2 separate regions of the Rattus norvegicus genome follow, and region 1 is linked to region 2. A link is a contact called in public Hi-C data. All regions are on one chromosome and are shown on one strand. Each heading gives the region's core, a stretch centred on a gene start, on an enhancer-like site or on the middle of the called end of the contact. The rest is flanking DNA. Distances are from core to core; before and after follow the strand shown.

Region 1 (5,127 bases), core at 518-3,017, 89 kb after region 2:
TGTTTTTAAAACAACAATCTTAAATAAACCTAGGTGAGGCAGGAAGATTGTCTGGAGTTCCAGGTTAGCCTATGGGCATAGTGTAAGGCCCTGTTACCAGGCATAGACAAAGCCTAAAGCAGTTTATCACACCTGTAATCCTAGACTCACTGAATTCTAGGCCACCCTGGTCTACATAGTAAAACCCAGGCCTGTCTGAGCTACATGAGATCTTGGCTGCCACTCTCCCACAAAGAACTAAACAACCATACAAAGAAAACACAATGATTTCTGTTTAGCTAGTCTTAAACAGCAAACAATATTCCAATTCAGCATTTGAATTTCAAGAGTATTTTCTGTTAGGTGTAAATATATGCCCATAAATATTGTTTAGCCTAGAGAGAGATAACAAAGAAAGACGTCCCCGGAATTCTACACGTGTTCTATATTCATTAGCCGGGGAGGAAGGTTCAGTATTAGTTTTCCTGTCTTGAAGTTGCTTAGTTTTTCTTGAGGTTCGCAGTTTTGAATTACCACTTCTAAGGTGTACATCCCTCCATAGACTGGAAATTCTGCATTCCTTTTATTGGCAGGGTTTTCTTGGGAAGATTAAGAGCCACGGAAATATGGCATTCCTAGTAGGAACAGGTTGCTTGAGTCAAACACTATCCGTTCTTCTAGGCAGTTACAGTGGCCAGGGGCGGCCCAAGGTGAGTGATGAGCTGGCTTTGGAGTGCATCATGGCTCCACCTAGCTCAAGTTCTGACAGCTTCCTGAGTGTTTTTAGACTATCCCGGGAGGTGAGTCTCTCTCTCTCTCTCTGCCTTAGCTTGAGGCTAGCTCAGCCACTCGACCTTTCACCTACTTAAAGAAAGTTCTCAGACCAACTAAATCATAGGTTGGATTACGAAGAAAACAAACCACTCTGCTATGAACAGTCCCTTTCTAATATTACACTGCAGTGGCTGATTTAGTCATTTGTGTTTTGCTGGGTGTATATTTTTTTGAATGGGGAGAGGCCGTTGTAAAATAAATGCCTACATCCTGGTGTAGTGTCCAAGAGGATCTATACAATGGCAAACTAAACACACACACATTTCTCGTTCATAAAGGTTATTTTTGAGTCAAGTTTCATCCTTCGGAAACATGAAACCTGGGGTGTGAGAAGATTTAGGAGTAAACGGGATACACGCTGCATTAAACGAAGCCCATGCAAGAGAAATAATACAGGGCCAGCTTTGAGCTTTTGAGCCTTTTCCCTCCACAAGCATTTCCAAACGTCATTTCTTTTGCCTTGCAAGATTTGCTAGAAATTCGTGTTCAAACTAGGCTAACGAATCCAGTCCAGAGAAGGATGAAAAAAAAAAAAAAAAAGAAAACCAAGCACGCTATTTCTTGCTTTATATTGAGATTTATGCGTCGCAGCAGTGAAAGCGGGTTTTGCAGTTCTCAGCGGGAGCACCCTGGACGCCTCCGGTCCTCCCGCACAACGCCCCAGCCTGGCTCCCCTCTGCAGCTGCAGTAGCTGCCTGTCCGCCCGCCGCTCCCCTCCCCAAGGGATCCATCCCCCGCCCTGCGAGGGCCCCAGCCGGGTCCAGCCGGCGGCGGCTCCGCAGAATGACCCATAGTAACCTCGCTCCGCCCCTGCCGCCAGCGCCGCGCTCCCCAGGCCCGCATTTGATAGGCCGAATCCCGCACGCGCCACCGCCCGCGGGCCAATGGGCGGCGGTCTCTTTGCATATTCAACGAGCGCCAGCCCGGGATGCGCGTCCTGGACTGCGGCTCAACAGACGCTGCTCAGCTGGCGCCCGGGGATCGACGCTGCGGTTGTGGCCGCGGCCGCGGACTCTGACGGGGAGGCGGCGGCAGAGCGGGAGGCTGAGCCGGCGGCGGGCGGTCTTCCCCGTCTCGCAGGACAGCCCCGGCAGCTGCGTCAGGGTCCTGAGGAGGTGGCGCTGAGCGGGAGCCGCTCCGGGAAGCAGCCAGGCCTGCGTGGGTCGGAGCCCGCGGTGAGTGTGCGCTGCGCCCGTTGTGAGGCGATGAGGGTCGCGGGATGGCGGCCAGGCCTCCTTCCCCCGCCCCCCCCACTCGGCGTGCAAGCGACTCGCCAGTGTCTGAGGAGACGCCTGGGCCTCTGGGTGATGGGCCGTGGCGGGGGTCGGGGAAGGGGGGTTGGTGGAGGGTGAGTGGCGAGTAGGGCGTCCGCGTGGGTTCGGGGAAACCGCCGGCGTGGAGCCGCGGGCGCGGGAGGAAAGATGCATCGCGGCCTCCGCCGCGGGCGCGGGCACGTGGGTGGGGTCGTCCCGCTCCACACGGCCTCGCGGCGTCCGTGGGAGGAACCAGCGCCCAGCGGGACCCCGAAAACTGTGGGCGTGGGGCAGAAACTGCGGGTGCGGGGCGGTGGGACTAGCGTGGGGAACCTCTGTTTTCCCCTCCTCTAAGTGCGTTTTAGTCTTACACGAGTCACTCACGCGATGCACACACAGGCAGCCCCGGGGTTCAGGTGTGATCAAGTGAAGGGATTTCACAGGTGAAGATCCAACTGAGTGGACCATTCTAGTTCTACAACAGGCATTCCGGTCACTTCTGCATAGAGCCTCTCAAATTAGAAAGGGCAGGACAAATTTTTTGGGGGGGATCCTTTAGAAACTAGAGAGGGGGCAGGCTTAATGATAACTGCCCAGGATGACTGAGCTGGCATTTATCGAGCTTTTATTAGACAGGACACCCCAAGAACTTTGTGCATGGCTATGTTTGCATTGTTAGTCCAGTCCACCAGGACGGGCAAATTCTCATTTTACAGCGAGAGAACCTGCACTGTGGACACTTTAACTTAGCCCAGATCTGAGCTAGTAGGAGAAGCTGGAGCCCCAGGAGGGCCTGTCTGAGTCCAGAACACTTAGCATCTGATGGCTTTAGTAGCATGCAGCCCTCTTTGCTGTTCGAGTGGTTTCCATCGTGGCTTTGGGTTTTTAGGTTCTTTTGGGTCTTAGGGTTTCTGCAGAGCAGTACTTGGGTGGTTTTTTTTTGTTTTTTTTTTTTTTTGTTTTTTTTTTTTTTTTCAGTTTGTTTTAGGCTGCTTTGTGTGCCCACGTTGGTTCTGAGTGTTGTTGAAGGGTGCTGCTGAGTTACCCCTAAAAGCGCATGAACAGCTTATTACAGAGAGAGAGTGAGTGTTGGGACTTGAGAGTGCGTTTTCTGGCGTCTCCCTGAGCACCCCTCACATGTAGAGTTGTGCGCAGGCTGATTAAATTTTCTTAGTCGCTGATTCTTCTGTCATAAAATGCCTTGACTGCAGTGTGGCCACAGGAGAGGGTCCCCTGGTGTCTTTGGAGTCCAGTTACTGGATTTGTAGGACATTTGAGCCGAGTGGCAGGTATCCTGTGAGTCCCAAGATGTCATCCTTGAAGAAGGCAAAGAAAGAAGGACACAGTGAAGGACATTGTGAGGGGGAACACGACTAGCGCAGGCCTTCCTGATTCAGTTAATTGCTCACTGAGAGCCTTCTCATTGAGTTATGTCAGGTACCTTGGCAGGTGCTGGGAAACACAACAGGGACATAGTCGTCGTGTCCCTGTGCCCTCAGGCTGGAATTAGACTACACACCAGCCAATGATCTCGTAGATAAATGGGTGATTGCAAGTATGTTACATGCAATAAAGGTGAGGTATTGAGTGATTGAAGATTATAATAAGAGATTTACATGCAAATTCAGGGAGCTGCTTTTTAAAAACTGACTGAGATTTTTTCCTAGATGTTGAATTTGTTCTGAGGCAGTAATTAAATGTACATAGAGCAAGAGCTTCAGAACTTTTGAGCAACTATAATTTTTATATCTCAATATATTTCCCACCAGATTGTCATTTCAGCTCAAGTTGCAAAGCATCTGAATGAGATAGTGAATATTCCCAAGCATTCATTCTGGCTGCCTTTAGGGTGCTTAAAGTTTAAGTATTCCTGTAGAACTTGATTTTTGCCTGATGAATAGTTCAGAAGCAAGAATCTTTCATATGGACTGAGGATTTGAAGGTGTGATTTAGACATCCCAACCCACAACACCCACCACACTCCCAGCTCGGTCCTCAGTGATAGGCTTTTCTGATTTTCAATAGGTATCATAATTTTCTAACGTATTCAGTGTGGTTTCTATTCTACTTGGTAACTTAATATAAAAATTTTAGCTCTAAGCTGGGTTGGGTGGCTCACCTTTTATCCCAGCGCTTAGGAGGCAGAGGTAGTTGGGTCTTTGAGTTTAAGGCCAGCCTAGATAGCCAGAACCACATAATAAAAAAAATCCCAACAACTAAATAAACAACTTTCAGTTCTTAGGAAGCAAGAAAAACCATGCATGAATTGGGGAACTGTTGACTATATAAATATTTAGTCAAACACTTGTGAAGGCAGTTGTAATACTTTGATTGGATATCGTCCTTTTGTGCATACTGTATAGAATAAGTGCAAAGATGTGCTTAACAGAGTCCCTGCTTTGAAAAATTCATATTATTTTTTCATAGCACTGTCAATGTGATAGATTAGCTGAGTCTTTAAAGAGAGTAATATGATAAGTAGAAATTCAAGAAAGTGGAGATGTTAGAAGTAAAGCTGTCATGGCATGGTGATAAATATGAGCTAAGAGGAGAAGGTACTGTGTCAGACCCAGGCAACTGGAGGGCTTGTAGTGCACTATTCTCTGAGCTGAGGCTCACTGTTAAAGAACTAGGTATTGGTATGGGAGAACATGTTTCCAGATTTAGAAGTGATCTGTGGGAGTGGCCTTCTCTTTAGGGTACTGGTTTAGTGTTCACTAGTAGAGAATGCCATTTTGGGGCCTTCTCTTGTACAGGTGACAGTATCTGAAACCGTGTGCATGTCAGGCTGCCTGTGGAGGAATAAGAGCAGGAAGAGGCCTATGTTAGTACTGAGTAGAAGAGGCAGAGTTTGCACAGGAGATAGGAAGAGCATATTATTTATTTACCTCAGTGTTATTGTGACAAAAATACCTGATCAAAGAAGGCAGGAAAGGATATCTTTTGGCTCATAGTTTCCAAGATGTCATTCTGTTTTAGTGAGGGAGGGCTCGTTGAAAGAGCATTTCATATTAAGGTGGCTAGGGAGTATGCAAAGGGGAATATAGGCAGGTTCTAGGGC
Region 2 (4,955 bases), core at 995-3,494:
GCTGTTCTTTGGGAGGGGATTTTTTTATGACCTCGTTTCTGGATTTTATTGTCTTTTCCTTTAACTGGTGCCTTATGACCTAGTTCCTGGGACTTATGATCTGTTCCTGGAGCCTTATGACCTTTTCAAAATCAGGCTTTGTCCTTAAATGGAGACAAATGGGGTTTGTGTGGTCCTTTCCATGTTGTTTGTGGACAAGTCAGAGGGGCTACCCACATACCTTCAGGAATTTTATAATTAGTTTCAATCACTAACTCACTACATTCCAGGATTGTCTAGAAAAAGACACATTCAACCAGGGACTATCTAGAACTCCCATGTCTGTGGGAGACTGTCTCCCTTACTCATTAATTGATGTAAAAAGACTCAGTCCACTGTGGGTAGCACCATTCCCTGGCAGAGGATTCGGGACTATATTAGTATAGAGAGGGGGCTGAGCACAAGTGTGCATGCATGCATTGTCTCCTTGCTCTTGACTGTGACTAGCTGCTTTTGCCTTAACTTCCCTGGAATGACAGGCTGTACCCTGGAACCATATAATTAAATTAAACCCTTTCTCCCTAAAGTTGCTTTTCATCAGAATTTCACAACAATAGAAATGAACCAAGAAAATGGGCTCTGCCAGAGATCTTCTCATTTAGTTCCAAATTTAATTTTCCAACATTTAGTACTAAGTTTGCCAAAAGGGCCTACAATGTTGACACAAGAATTAAATGTGACCTACTTAAGAGTTAGATTTCTCTTTTCTCTTAATCATGTTCCATGGAAATTCTTAAGAGTTTTCTTGGAGTGAGGCTCAACCAGGTAAATAGTTTGTCTTGTCTTTAAAATAATCATATGGCTTTAGGTTAAAGAGGCAGAATCAAGGCCAGTGTATGCTGCCTGGCTACCCTATCCCAAAGAGAAGGAGAGGGAGAGAGAGAGAGAGAGAAAGAGAGAGAGAGGGGGGGGGGGTTTATTGGGCTCCCCCCTCAGCATCTCTTCTAGCCTGCTGTCAGCATTATATAAGTAAAGAGGCTGCCCAGATCCCTGTCACTCAAAACATTACCCACTAGCACCCCTGGCTTCTTGAACACAGGAAGTGTACTAGTTCCATTTAGCTCTGTTGAGAGATGCTGCAAAATACTCATGGGATTTTGGAGTCTTGCTAAAAAGTAGAAACTACAAAATTGCTCATTAGTTAAGAATTGACAATCGTATGCCAGAAGGGAAAAAACAAAATATTAATTCAAATTAATTTCATGCGCTTCTTTTATTCTTGCTTGAGAAGACGAGTGGAAAATTTTAAATAATTTTAAATAAATACCCTCATGGCTCACATTCTATTCTAAAGTACGCTGCTCTCTGGAAGGCACTGGCTATTCTTAGCACCTCTCCTTTGTTGTTTCCTTCGGCAGATTAAGCTGCTATTTGGGGGTTTAGGGAGGATTTCCCAGCAGGATGGAGGAGGTGTCTCTGCAGGCCAGGGTGTTATACCCAACCCTAATGCCAAAGACTTAACTGGGCTAATCCGTTTGAGCTGGAATTTAACAGCTTTGGTCATTAGCCAAGTCTTGGCCTTTGCAAACCCTACCTGTGTCTTTAGATTATATCTTAGGGAATTAAAAAAGGAGAATGAAAGACTGAAAGGAAGAAAACCAGATCCTCACTTCACATCCTGGGATGATGGTCCAGAGTTACAGGGTTCTAAATTTATCTTGAGTTTACCTGGATAGCAAGCTGAGAGCTATTTCAGGGCTTGCCTTTGTCTATAATGGAACTGTCGGTGGCTACGAACGACCTTCTTTCTTTTTACAGCTACAGTTGAAAGGCTGGAAAAGTACATTTGCTTTGGAGAGGTTGAGAGACAGATCGAAGCCCTGCGGGGAGTATCCAGTTACCTCCTCCAGCTGGGAAAAAGACTGCTGGTCCAGGATGGGATTTCAGCCCTTAAAGTTACATAAGCAAACAGCCGATCCATTCCATGCAATGATAATTATATGAAAAGGGCCAAATAGATCCAGGTCAGCTCCTTGCTAGAGATGGAGAGGCAGAGGCTGAGGTTGGGCTGAGAGAGGTCACTGTCCTTTGTCAGCAGTTGGTACAGTGGGACGAAACCTCACAGATTACCTAGCCCGGGGGTGGGGGGCAGGGTGGGGGGAGGCACTGTGCTCTGGATATTAGAATTACCTGGGGACTGTTAACGATCGCCAGGTTTAAAGCTGAACTCCAGACCAATGAAGTCATCGGCGTTTGGAAAGTTTCCCAGGTCATTCCAATGCTCAGCCAAGTTCGTAAACCGCAGATCTAGGTCACCCCTTGTTTTTGTGACACAGAGATACAAAAGATCAGGGGACACAGCTTCAAGTTCCTCCAGCTGTCAAGTGGCAGAAGAGGGACAACTCCCTTCTTTCCTCGCCTTTGACTTTATAGTCTCCTTTTCCCATGGTCTCAGCTCACCACTCTTCGGTGACATAGACCTTACCCTACATCCCTTCAAAATGGTTCCCCAGATCTTTGCAGAACTATCTCAGCTTCCACTCTTGAGGCCATTGTCAACTGCAAGCAATGTTTCAACAATCGAAAACACATTATTGTCTTTCTTTTGGGCACGTCTCAGGCTCTCAAATCAAGGGGATGTGTCCTAGCTGCCATCCCACATCTTATTTACCAGGGTCTCTGCTCTCCTGGAAAGACCCATAAATATGCCTAGTCTGGGTGGGTTTATTCTTAGCAGTAACACTGAGTATCTTCTGGGCAGTATAGCTAGCCCTCTGTTATCCACAAGGTCTACTTCCACACAGCCAACTTACCTTGAAAATATTCAGAAAAAAATCAGGACCTGGTGGTTCATCTCTGTAATCCCAGCCCTTAGAAGACTAAATCAGGATAGTTACAGATAGGAAATTGAGGCTAGCCTGGGCTATATAGCAAGTCTAAAGCAAGTCTGGTCTATATATGCTTAGCTACATACTGAATATCTTTCTCTCTCTCTCTCTCTCTCTCTCTCTCTTCCTCTCTCTCTCTCTCTCTCTCTCTCTCTCTCTCTCACACACACACACACACACACACTAATCCCCTGTAAAAATAATTTCAAAATCTATCTGTATATAACATTTACAAACATTTTCCTCTTTTTCAAAAAATATGTGGAAGTATGTGGTGTATATTGAATATATCTTCCCCATATCTACCGACTTCCCTCCCTTTCCTCTCCCCTCTCCCTCCCATTAGTCACATCTGTTGCCCTAGATACTTTGCCTGGTCTTCTATCGTGCATGTACACATACATGATTATATGTATTTATATAAAACCAAGGAACCACAAATGAGGCTAGTTTATACAATTCTCCACAATCCCATTTACTTTCCTGCAAATGACATAATTTCTTTCTTCTTTATGACTTAAAAGAGTTCCAGTATATATATCCAACTTCTTTTGTCATTATTCTAAGCAGCCTGGTTGAAACTCTTTTGTGACATTTACACTTACATTGTACAGGAACTTTAAGTACTCTGTGTGTGATTTGAAGGGAAGATGAACATAAATCATATGCAAACAGTACCCATTTTTATATAGAGGACTTGAGCACAAACAAATTTGAGAACTCGCAGTCCTAAACTCAGTCATTCCCAGATACCAAGGGATGACTGTGGTCAACATTCATTAACTTTGAGAACTATGACTTCCAGTTCACTCTTGCAAACCACCTCTGTTCTTCTTCTACACAGGGCTCATTGGCTGTAAGTTTGACTTCTGTACTATTTAAAGAGACGACAATTTCTGTCATGATTCAGAATGTCCTTAGATAGATGATATAGTGTGATTATATTAAGAAAGCATCCCGCAGGAAAAAAAAAAAGAAGCGTTTACTGCCAATAAAAATCAAATTGCAATTGTTCTTGTAGCTGAAAAGATTAATGATGTGTTCATTAAAGAAAAGAATTCCCAAGTGAATGATATCACATATACAAATGAATGATATCACATATACAAATGAATGATATTGCATGTACAAATGAATGATATTGCATGTACAAATGAATGATATTGCATGTACAAATGAATGATATTGCATGTACAAATGAATGCAGCAGGTACTCCAGGCTAGGATTCTAGTGACCAGAGAATCTGTGGGTTTATATAAGAACTGACCCTGTAAATAGTCAGAAGTCATGGCAATTCTTAAGGGCCTGCATAGAAAATCGTAATACACATATTCCTTATGAGATTCAGATCAGTACTGGCCGTGTGCAAGGACTAGAATCTGGGTTTTGGGGGATGTTTTCTGATGGGAGTGTCTGTATTACTTGGAAGCTAAGACGAGGGCTAAATTGCAGGTTCTGCAGCCCAGACTTGCTACCAAAGCTTCACAGGAATGAATCTGCATTTCAACAAGGTCCCTGGGGAATTCAAACGCACAACTTTTGAAGAATTGGTGTTGTCTTCAGTTTGCTATAGAGTGTCGGGAGACAAGAAAGTTCAGGAGCAGGTGTTTGTGTCTGCTAAGGACATCTTTGTTACATGTTGGGTGGCATTGGAAGGACAGGGAGGATCGGAGTACAAGAGACAGTGGGGCTCGAGGCTTGACTCAGCCTATTCTGCTCTCGTGATAATTAGCGCCGTGTGGATAGCGGCATGAATTCATCCATGGTAGCAGAACCTATTCACTTATCCTGTTCACATCTTTAAGGTCCACTCGGTAGTGCTTTGTGTCAATTGAATTTTAACATAAGTGTTGGGGATGCAGCTCAGTTGTTAGAGTATCAGCCCACACACAAAACTTTTGTGTGTTTGACCTCTAGTGCACACAAAGGAAGAGGTGCTGGCTGGTTCGTGCATACTGGTAATTCCTACTTTTGGGTAGTGGGGATAGGAGGATGAGAAATCCAAGATTATCCTTAGCTGATAGCAAGCGCAAGGCCAACCTGGGCTACTTGAGACCCAATCTCAACAAACAAATGAACAGTTCCAA

The links. Hi-C and Micro-C count contacts between places; a contact is called where the count stands out from the background.
Region 1: a Hi-C map of liver shows a contact between it and region 2, with 2.4 times the contacts expected there. The contact joins the promoter of Acsl3 here to the enhancer-like site in region 2. A contact is called at or near these places in 5 of 12 Hi-C or Micro-C datasets (Schwann cells, frontal cortex, liver and 2 more).

Annotation. Positions count from the first base shown.
Region 1 is chr9:87,561,834-87,566,960 of GRCr8, forward strand. Acsl3 (acyl-CoA synthetase long-chain family member 3) reads left to right here and starts at 1,768. Exons shown (of 15, transcript NM_057107.2): 1 at 1,768-1,988.
Region 2 is chr9:87,472,082-87,477,036 of GRCr8, forward strand. All of the region lies in intron 1 of LOC134480390 (a long non-coding RNA gene), which reads right to left. Among named protein-coding and RNA genes, the nearest start is that of Mogat1, 45 kb to the left of the region's middle. Within about 2 kb of position 2,245, at least 22 of the 93 cell types and tissues checked have an H3K27ac peak or open chromatin away from gene starts, as enhancers often do. A contact at or near this core is called in liver, where this site is marked.